Regions from separate parts of the Mus musculus genome. Here region 2 is linked to region 1. Evidence: chromatin contacts called from public HiChIP or PLAC-seq data. All regions are on one chromosome and are shown on one strand. Each heading gives the region's core, a stretch centred on a gene start, on an enhancer-like site or on the middle of the called end of the contact. The rest is flanking DNA. Distances are from core to core; before and after follow the strand shown.

Region 1 (3,867 bases), core at 974-3,473:
ATGAACTTGGAGTTTAAATTGTGTACATTTTTAAATTGTAAGATTTTTACTGTATATTGAAGCTTAGTGTGATTCAATAAATTGCTTGTAATTTAAAAACTATTTAATATTCAAAATAAATATAGTTATATATTTATAATAATCTCTGTTGCTACATTTACTCCTTGTTTTTTCCATGTGCGGGTTTGGCCTGGTGCTGTGGATCTCTGAGCTCCCCGTGGTCCTAAGGCACGAGGGTGATTGTCAGGGGACTGCAGCGTCTGGTGCGTGTGTGGTTGTGGGCTCTGTAATCCAAGCCTTTCTACTTACTGAGGAGTTGTAGCGAGATTTGGCTTATAAGGATTTGGCCTTGGCCCAGGCCCCACATGCTACTCCAAGAGGTCACAGCCAGCCTTTCTGTCTGGGAAATGGCTTATTTGCTGAGAAAACCTATGTTCTGTTTCTAAAACCCATGATGTTTAAAATCAAAAGGTCGGGTAGAGTGGAGCCAGTATGCCTGTCGTCTGGTTCTGGGGTAGCAGAGGCAGCAGACCCTGGGGCTCACTGGCCAGCCTAGCACTCTAGGCCAGTGGGAGATCCCGCCTCAACAAAACAGAAACCGGTGCCCCGAGGATGACAGTTGATGTTGAACTCTGACCTTCACACCTTACACTTGTGGACATGCACGGGTACCACAAAACACACACACACCCCAAACAAAACAGCCTTTCACTGGGTTTGGCATGGTGTGTGCCTGTAATACCAGCAGATGGGTGCTGAGGCAGGAGGATTGCCATGTGTCCATAACAGCCCAGGCTCTGGTAAGGATGAGGTCCTGTCTCAAAAAGCAGTAGCAGTTGTATGCAGTATGGGGGTGTCTCAGTTCCCCCCGCCCCCAGTCCTTTCATTGAAGTCCAAATGACATGAGGGAGGTGACAGCTTTCTACCAGAACCATGGCCCACATGACTGTGTCACAAGTACTGAGACCCAAGCCTGCTGAACTTAGCCAGAGCTATGCAGAGTCCTGGCTGAGTTGTTTAGACCTGTCCTATTAATGGGGGGGTGGGGGGGAGACACACTACTATTAGTTGAGCCTAGTGACCAGTTACCCTTATGATTCCTGCAGCAAGAGGCTGAGGCAGAAGGGTAGCCATGAGTCTGAGGACAGCCTTGGCTTTGGAGTCTGTCTCTAAAAGGAAAAAAAAGAGCCAGGGATGTAGCTGAGCTGAGCACATGTGAAGAAACACTGGTTTGGTCCCTAGCACCACACTGCCCCAACACACATCTGTAACTACAACAGTCACTGGATCAAAGAATATATATTTTCAGCACATTTTAGTTGAGTGTGCCATGACCCAATTGCAGTTCTAGCACTTGGGAGGCAGAGGAGACACTGGAGGGTCAGGTGCGCAAGGGCAGCCAGTGTGCTACAGCTAGCAAAATGGCACAGCTGGTAACGTCACGTGCAGCCAAACCGAAGGACTTGAGTTCGACCCCGGCACAACGTGGTGGAAGTAGAGAACAGACTCCTGCAAGCTGTCCCTCTGACCTAGGAGCATGCACATACACCAAAAATAGACACACAGATAAAGGCTAGCAAGAAAACCTGTTTTCTGTGAGCAACATGACACTCACATAGAGGTCAGAGAACAACTTGGGGGAATTGGTTCTCTCCTCCCACTTTGTGGGTCCCAGGCTCCTCAGTCTTGGCATCTTCCCCTCTACCCATAGGCATCTTACTGCCCCATAACCTTTTATATTGTAATTCCCTTGTAACCTCGGGAAACCAAGGCAGGAGCTAGCAACAGATAGGTAGACATGGGTGGCACCCCCTTGCACCCCATTTCAGTAAGGGGAGACAAAAAGAGGAACAGCCCTGTCCTTGAGCCCTTAGGACTAGCAGAGTCCGCTGGAGAAACCAGGGTGCTCCAGGGCAGGGAAGGAGAGAGCTTGCCAGCTTCGCTCAGGGAGGTGGATGTGGTTCCTGCAAGACTATGCAGGGTGGCTTATCCTAGACTCTGTTCTGACTCTTAACCCCAAGGCCAGGTGTCCTGGCCAGATGCGATCCGGGTCCCCCCCCCCCCCTCCCCGCCCTGGCAAGTCCCCAGAGAGGTCGCCTGCTCTCAGAACTGGAGGGAGGGAAGGGAAGGCGGGTCCGCACGGGTCCTCAGAGCGAGGGGCGTGGCCGCAGGTGCCGCCCTGGCCCCTCCCAGCGAACTCATTTACATGCTTCCCGCAGCCCCGCCCGTGGTGGCTAAAGCTACGTGTCCTTGTCCCCCGTGGGCAGCCTCTGCGCGTACGGCCTCGAATCCCCAGGTAAACCAAGGGGTTGGGGAAACTATATAGGACTGCTGGGAGGGAACCCCAGAAGCTTGATCAGACGCCTGGCAGCTGTAGGGGAAAACAGACAGACAGATGGGATGGTGGCTTCCACTCAGACTGGCTGGTGCTGTCCACGTGGTAGAACTGGGGGCTGCTGCAGGGCCTTGGCAACTATCAGTCTGACCTGTGAGCTGTCCTGCGTGCACTCACTGAGGTTCTGGTTCTGATCATGTCTGGACCTGTGTCATGTCCAGCTGTAAACGTGATGTTTAAAGGGTGCTGCCTGTCTGGGACAAATGACAGTGTCGGGGGGCGGGGGGGACCCATAAGCCAGGGTTGGGACCTGTTCCTGGGTGGTTTAAGCAAATTGTCAAGTACGGAGGCTCAGGAGGAGCAGGGGACCCAAAATGGGTTCCCAGATAAGTGGGGAGGGAAGAAGGGATGGTAGGTTAGAGAAAAGTGGGTCAGTGTGAACTCAGCCAGGGCTTTGGGAGCACAGGTGAGTCAACTCAGGGTTCAGTGTGGACGGGAAGCGCCTAGGTGTCCACTAAGCACCAGTGGTCAGCTGCACTGGCTAAGGAAGCAATGAGACAGCCATGCCGCGTGTCCACTGGCCACACTGAATGACTGCAGAGGGGCTGTGTTCTGAATTTCAGTTGGAAGGGCCTCACCCAGCCACCACCTCCTGGGAAAACCAGCCTGGAGCTATGAAGACCAAAAACCGGCCCCCTCGGCGCCGAACACCCATGCAGGACACAGAAGCCACCCCAGGAGAGCAGACACCTGACAGACCCCAGTCAGGCTCAGGGGGGTCAGAGCTGACAAAGGGTCTCCGGAGCAGGACAGCGCGTGCAAGCGGAGGTCGGGGAGAGGTCAGCCGCCGGCGACAGGGGTCTGGTGGCCGCAGGGAGAACAGTGTTCAGAGGCGGCTGGAGAGCAATGAGCGAGAGAGGCAGCGGATGCATAAACTCAACAATGCCTTCCAGGCACTGCGCGAGGTCATCCCGCACGTGCGGGCTGACAAGAAGCTCTCCAAGATCGAGACCCTCACGCTGGCCAAGAACTATATCAAGTCGCTGACCGCCACCATACTTACTATGTCCAGCAGCCGCCTCCCGGGGCTGGAGGCACCAGGTCCTGCGCCAGGCCCTAAATTATACCAGCACTACCATCACCAGCAGCAGCAACAGCAGCAGCAGCAGCAGGTAGCTGGGGCCATGCTTGGTGTCACTGAGGACCAGCCCCAAGGCCACCTGCAACGCTACTCTACACAGATCCACAGCTTCAGAGAGGGGAGCTAGCACGCGCTTCGGGCTCCGGGGCAGGTTGGCAGTGAGGAGCCTGCCTGCTCTTCTCAGCTGTTGTCCCTCTGTGCTGCAAGCTCCAGACTGGTAATGACACTAGTGAGGTCCCTGAGGGGGTTTTGTTGTTGACATAAGCCCTCTCATGGCCCAAGCTGGCCTTGAACTCCTGATCCTCCTCACCTCCATCTTCTCTAGGGCTGGGATTACAGGCATACATCATGACATGGTGCCACGCTGGGGACTGAGCTAAGGGCTGTGTGT
Region 2 (3,867 bases), core at 409-2,908, 180 kb after region 1:
TACCACCCACAGTGGGCTGGCTCCTCCTTCATCCACCAGCAACCAAGACAGTGCCCCACAGACATGACCATAAGCCAACCTGACGGAGGCAGCTCCTCACTTGTGGGTCCCCTTTCCCAAGTGACTCTGGGTCATGCCAAGGTAAAGCTTAAGCTAACCATGACGGAGGGCACATGTTGATACAGTCCATCATAGGAGGGAATGTAAACTGCCGGAACTTTGAGGCAGCTGATAACTTTGCATCAACAGTCAGAAAGTAGGGAATGTGTGTGTGTGTTATACATGTGCACTTGTGCATGTACATGTGATGTGTGTATGTACATGTGTGAGCAGAGGTTAACATCAAGATTTCTTCCTTAATCTCTTTCCTCCTTTTTTTTTTTTTTTTTTTTTTGAGTCTCTGAACTTGGAAACAATCTCTGGGATTCTCCTGCCTTCAGCCTGCAGTGCTGTGGTTACTAATGAATACTGCCATGTGCAGATTAGTTTCTTTAAGACTTATCCTATGTATGTAACAATTTTGCCTGCACGTATGTATGTGTACCTTGTGTGTGCCTGGTGCCCTCAGAGGCCAGAAGAATCCATCTGATCCCCTGGAGCTGGAGTTACAGGTAGTTGTGAGCTGTCATGTAGATGCTGGAAACCACACCTGGGTCCTCTGCAAGAGTCACAAGTGCTCTTAACCATTGAGTCATCCTGCCCCCATGCCTGGCTTTTGTGTTGGTGCTAGGGATCCAAACGCAGGCCTTCCGAAGAACAGTCAGTGCGCTTAACCACTGAGCCATCTCTCTAGCCCTGGAATACTATCTTTTTAGTATGACATGGCAGTTGTCCCCTGAGCTTACAGCAACACTGGTAGCCTATCAACAGAAGAGGCCTATCACCTGAGGGAACTGGGCGGGAGCACAGCCTCCCTGGGGAGCTAGTCCAGTTGTTGGGGGAGGGGGAGTCATATTCCACAGTGGGATAGCCTCGGGTAAGCCGCCCATGTTCAAATAAATAACCCTACCCAAGCTCATGCAGGCAACTCTAGCTAAATGCAGTGGGTCACCAAAAAAAAAAAAAAAAAGTAGGGAGGATGACTTTTTGGGGAGAAAGAAGAGTTAAGGAGGAAGGAGAGGGTCTAAGGGGAAATAATAATTGTATATTATATATACATAAATATCTATGCATGGAATTGTGAAAGAATAAATATATTTTTAAAAAGAAAAAAAAAACAAAACAAAACCTGTTCCCCTAATCCAGAGTGTGGATTTGTCCCACACTCTGCTCCCCTAATCCAGCTGCTAGGATTTGTCCCATTTGTGACTTGCATGTGTGCGCTGTGCGCTCTTTCTCTCTTACCCTCTCTCTCTCTCTCTCTCTCTCTCTCTCTCTCTCTCCCTCCCTCCCTCCCTCCCTCTCTCTCTCTCTCTCTCTCTCTTTCTCTCTCTCTCTTGTGCGTGCGCGCACACACACACACACACACTCCCATGGATGCACCCCCATCAACAACATCACTGCTGCTGTCCTAGTGGAACAAGCTACGAGCACGTGTCCAGAGGTCTTTACTCAGGAAAAAACAGCCTGGCAAATGCAGTTCTCCCTGTCAATGACCCTGTGACCCCAGGGCCTGTCACAGCACATCCCAGCCTCCTAGCACTGCGAATGGGGGTGGGCAGTACTTCAAACGACCCTGCGACCCTGCGGGGGTAGTGAAAGGTCATGCTTGCCTTCAGGGCAGGTCTCTTGATACAGCTGTTTAGGCTCCAGGCTAACTCGTGACTTGATGCCAGGGTTTACCCCTGGAGTGTGCAAGATGAGTCAAGTAGGCTGTCCTTACCCTACTGCAGGGCTACTGGCTAGGAAGAGGTCCTGGGAAGTCACAGCTCCAGCAGCTGTCCCTGTCTGTTCCCTCTGAGCTTATCTTTGATCTCCACTTTTAACTGAGATTGCAATTCAAGGGGAGAGCTCCTGAATGCTCCCTTACCATCTGCCCCCGGCCCCCCACTCCGCCCCACCCCGCCTCTAAGCTCCTATCCTGGAAAATGTAGTCTGGTTGTATTTCTATCTCTGCAGGTTCAGCAGCATCCACATATTTGTTTTTGAAACAGAATTTTCTTTTCTTTTCTCTTCCCCTTCCTTCCTTCCTTCCTTCCTTCCTTCCTTCCTTCCTTCCTTCCTTCCTTCCTCCCTCCCTCCCTCCCTCCCTCCCTCCCTCCCTCCCTCCCTCCTTTCTTCTTCTTCTTCTTCTTCTTCTTCTTCTTCTTCTTCTTCTTCTTCTTCTTCTTCTTCTTCTTCTTCTTCTTCTTCTTCTTCTTCTTCTTCTTCTGCCTTTTGTTGTTTTTGAAATGATTACACCTGGCCTGATTTGCTACATCAACTCAAAACACTTCCCTATGTTGAATTGATTTTGCCACCTAATATTCCAGTATTGGCTGCTATTGAACCCCCAGCCTGGCATATTTTATGAAATCACTCTACCACTGAGCCACACCCCTATCCCCTTCCCTTTTTCTTCTTTCAGATTAGAACCAGAATTTTCCTGTAGCTCAAGTTGCCCTTTGAGCTGACTCCATAGCCCAGGCTTGTGTGGATTATCCCCCAGCCTCAGCTTCTGGAGTAGCTGGAATTACAGCTTTGAGCCATGACACCCAACACTCCTTATTTTTCAAAATTTAGTGAGATACTATAAGCCTTGCCCATGTGGAGTTGTTGGGGATGATGTTGTGTGAGATTGGGAGTCACTAAAAATCCCTTTATTGGTATTTCTTGGAACCAGCAACCTAGTCTCTTCTGTCAGGTTCACTCCTACTTCATTCTCCAAGGCCTGGGTCACCCTGGGGTCACCTTGTTGCCAGTTTGGGCAGGTCAGCACGTTACTCACTCTGACCAGTCAGCTGCTCACCCTTGAGTCACATTGATCAGAGAGTCTGGGACACATATGACATCATTAGCAAACATAGCCACTCACAGATTTGGGTACAGTTGTGTTTGCTTTAGAGATAAATGTCTCTGGCTAGGCCTCTAGGTGGAGGGTGAAGGACACTGGGCCTGTGAGTGTTAGTTAACTTTGTGTGCTGATGTGTCAGCAAAGGGACCAAGGAAAGAGAGGGTGAGAAAAGTCTTTCGGACCAACCTGCTGTTCTGCTACAGTAATCAGGAGTGAGAAGAAGGTGTGTCCTTGGCTACAGCAGGAACCAGACTTCCAGCAGTGCTTCCTCCTGTTAGCTGACTTGCTGTTCTGAGCATGCGTTCTATCTCCCCTGGTTGACAGTGTGTGTGTGTGTGTGTGTGTGTGTACATCTAATACATAAACATCTAAAATATATTAACATCTCTTTATATAAAACATATATGTTATATAAATATATAAAAACACATATATGTTTGCGTGCATGTATGTTTATGTACCATGTCTATGTCTGGTGTCCAAGAGCACTGGATCCTCTGGAACTAGAGTTACAGACAGTTGTGAGCCCCCATGTGGCTGCTGGGAATTGAATCCAGACTCTCTGGAAGAGCAGGCAGTGCTCTAACCACTGAGCCAGCCCCTCAACCTCTCCATTTTATTCAGCAGAGAATAAAATGTTAGGAGGCAGAGCCAGGAAACCATCTGGAAGCTAGCGGCTTTGATATTTTCTCCTTTGTAAACCAAGAGTCCCTCTTAGGCCTGGGCTCAGCAAAGTACTTCAGTATTACATAATTCTTTGTTACACAACAGGGGAGAGAATAGAGTTTCCTTTCCAGATATCAAAAGGGCTTTTGAACAACTTTAAGATAAGTTTTACACAACACTATGGATATCCTAGACACATGTGATTGGCACACGTGTCTCTCTCATAAGGTTTGCATTTCTTTTGAGTTATGTCTCTGACTGTGTGTCTG

The links. HiChIP or PLAC-seq counts read pairs in DNA pulled down with a chosen protein or histone mark.
Region 2: a contact with region 1 is called in an HNF4G HiChIP or PLAC-seq map of pancreatic cancer cells. The contact joins the enhancer-like site here to the promoter of Bhlha15 in region 1. A contact is called at or near these places in 2 of 39 promoter capture datasets (hippocampal neurons and liver), 2 of 15 datasets of contacts at CTCF or cohesin (large pre-B cells and pro-B cells), 12 of 484 Hi-C or Micro-C datasets (B cells, the HL-1 cell line, brown adipocytes and 5 more), 2 of 115 datasets of contacts at active chromatin or transcription factors (large pre-B cells and pancreatic cancer cells) and 3 of 9 other capture datasets (adipose tissue, liver and pancreatic islet).

What each region holds. Positions count from the first base shown.
Region 1 is chr5:144,188,063-144,191,929 of GRCm38.p6, forward strand. Bhlha15 (basic helix-loop-helix family, member a15) reads left to right here and starts at 2,224. Exons shown (of 2, transcript NM_010800.4): 1 at 2,224-2,296; 2 at 2,959-3,867. The coding sequence starts at 3,010. The coding sequence ends at 3,603. Lmtk2 (lemur tyrosine kinase 2) reads left to right here. Exons shown (of 14, transcript NM_001081109.2): 14 at 1-146.
Region 2 is chr5:144,369,458-144,373,324 of GRCm38.p6, forward strand. No RefSeq gene overlaps it. Among named protein-coding and RNA genes, the nearest start is that of Baiap2l1, 13 kb to the left of the region's middle. Within about 2 kb of position 1,659, at least 70 of the 459 cell types and tissues checked have an H3K27ac peak or open chromatin away from gene starts, as enhancers often do. A contact at or near this core is called in the HL-1 cell line, liver, pancreatic cancer cells and 1 more, where this site is marked.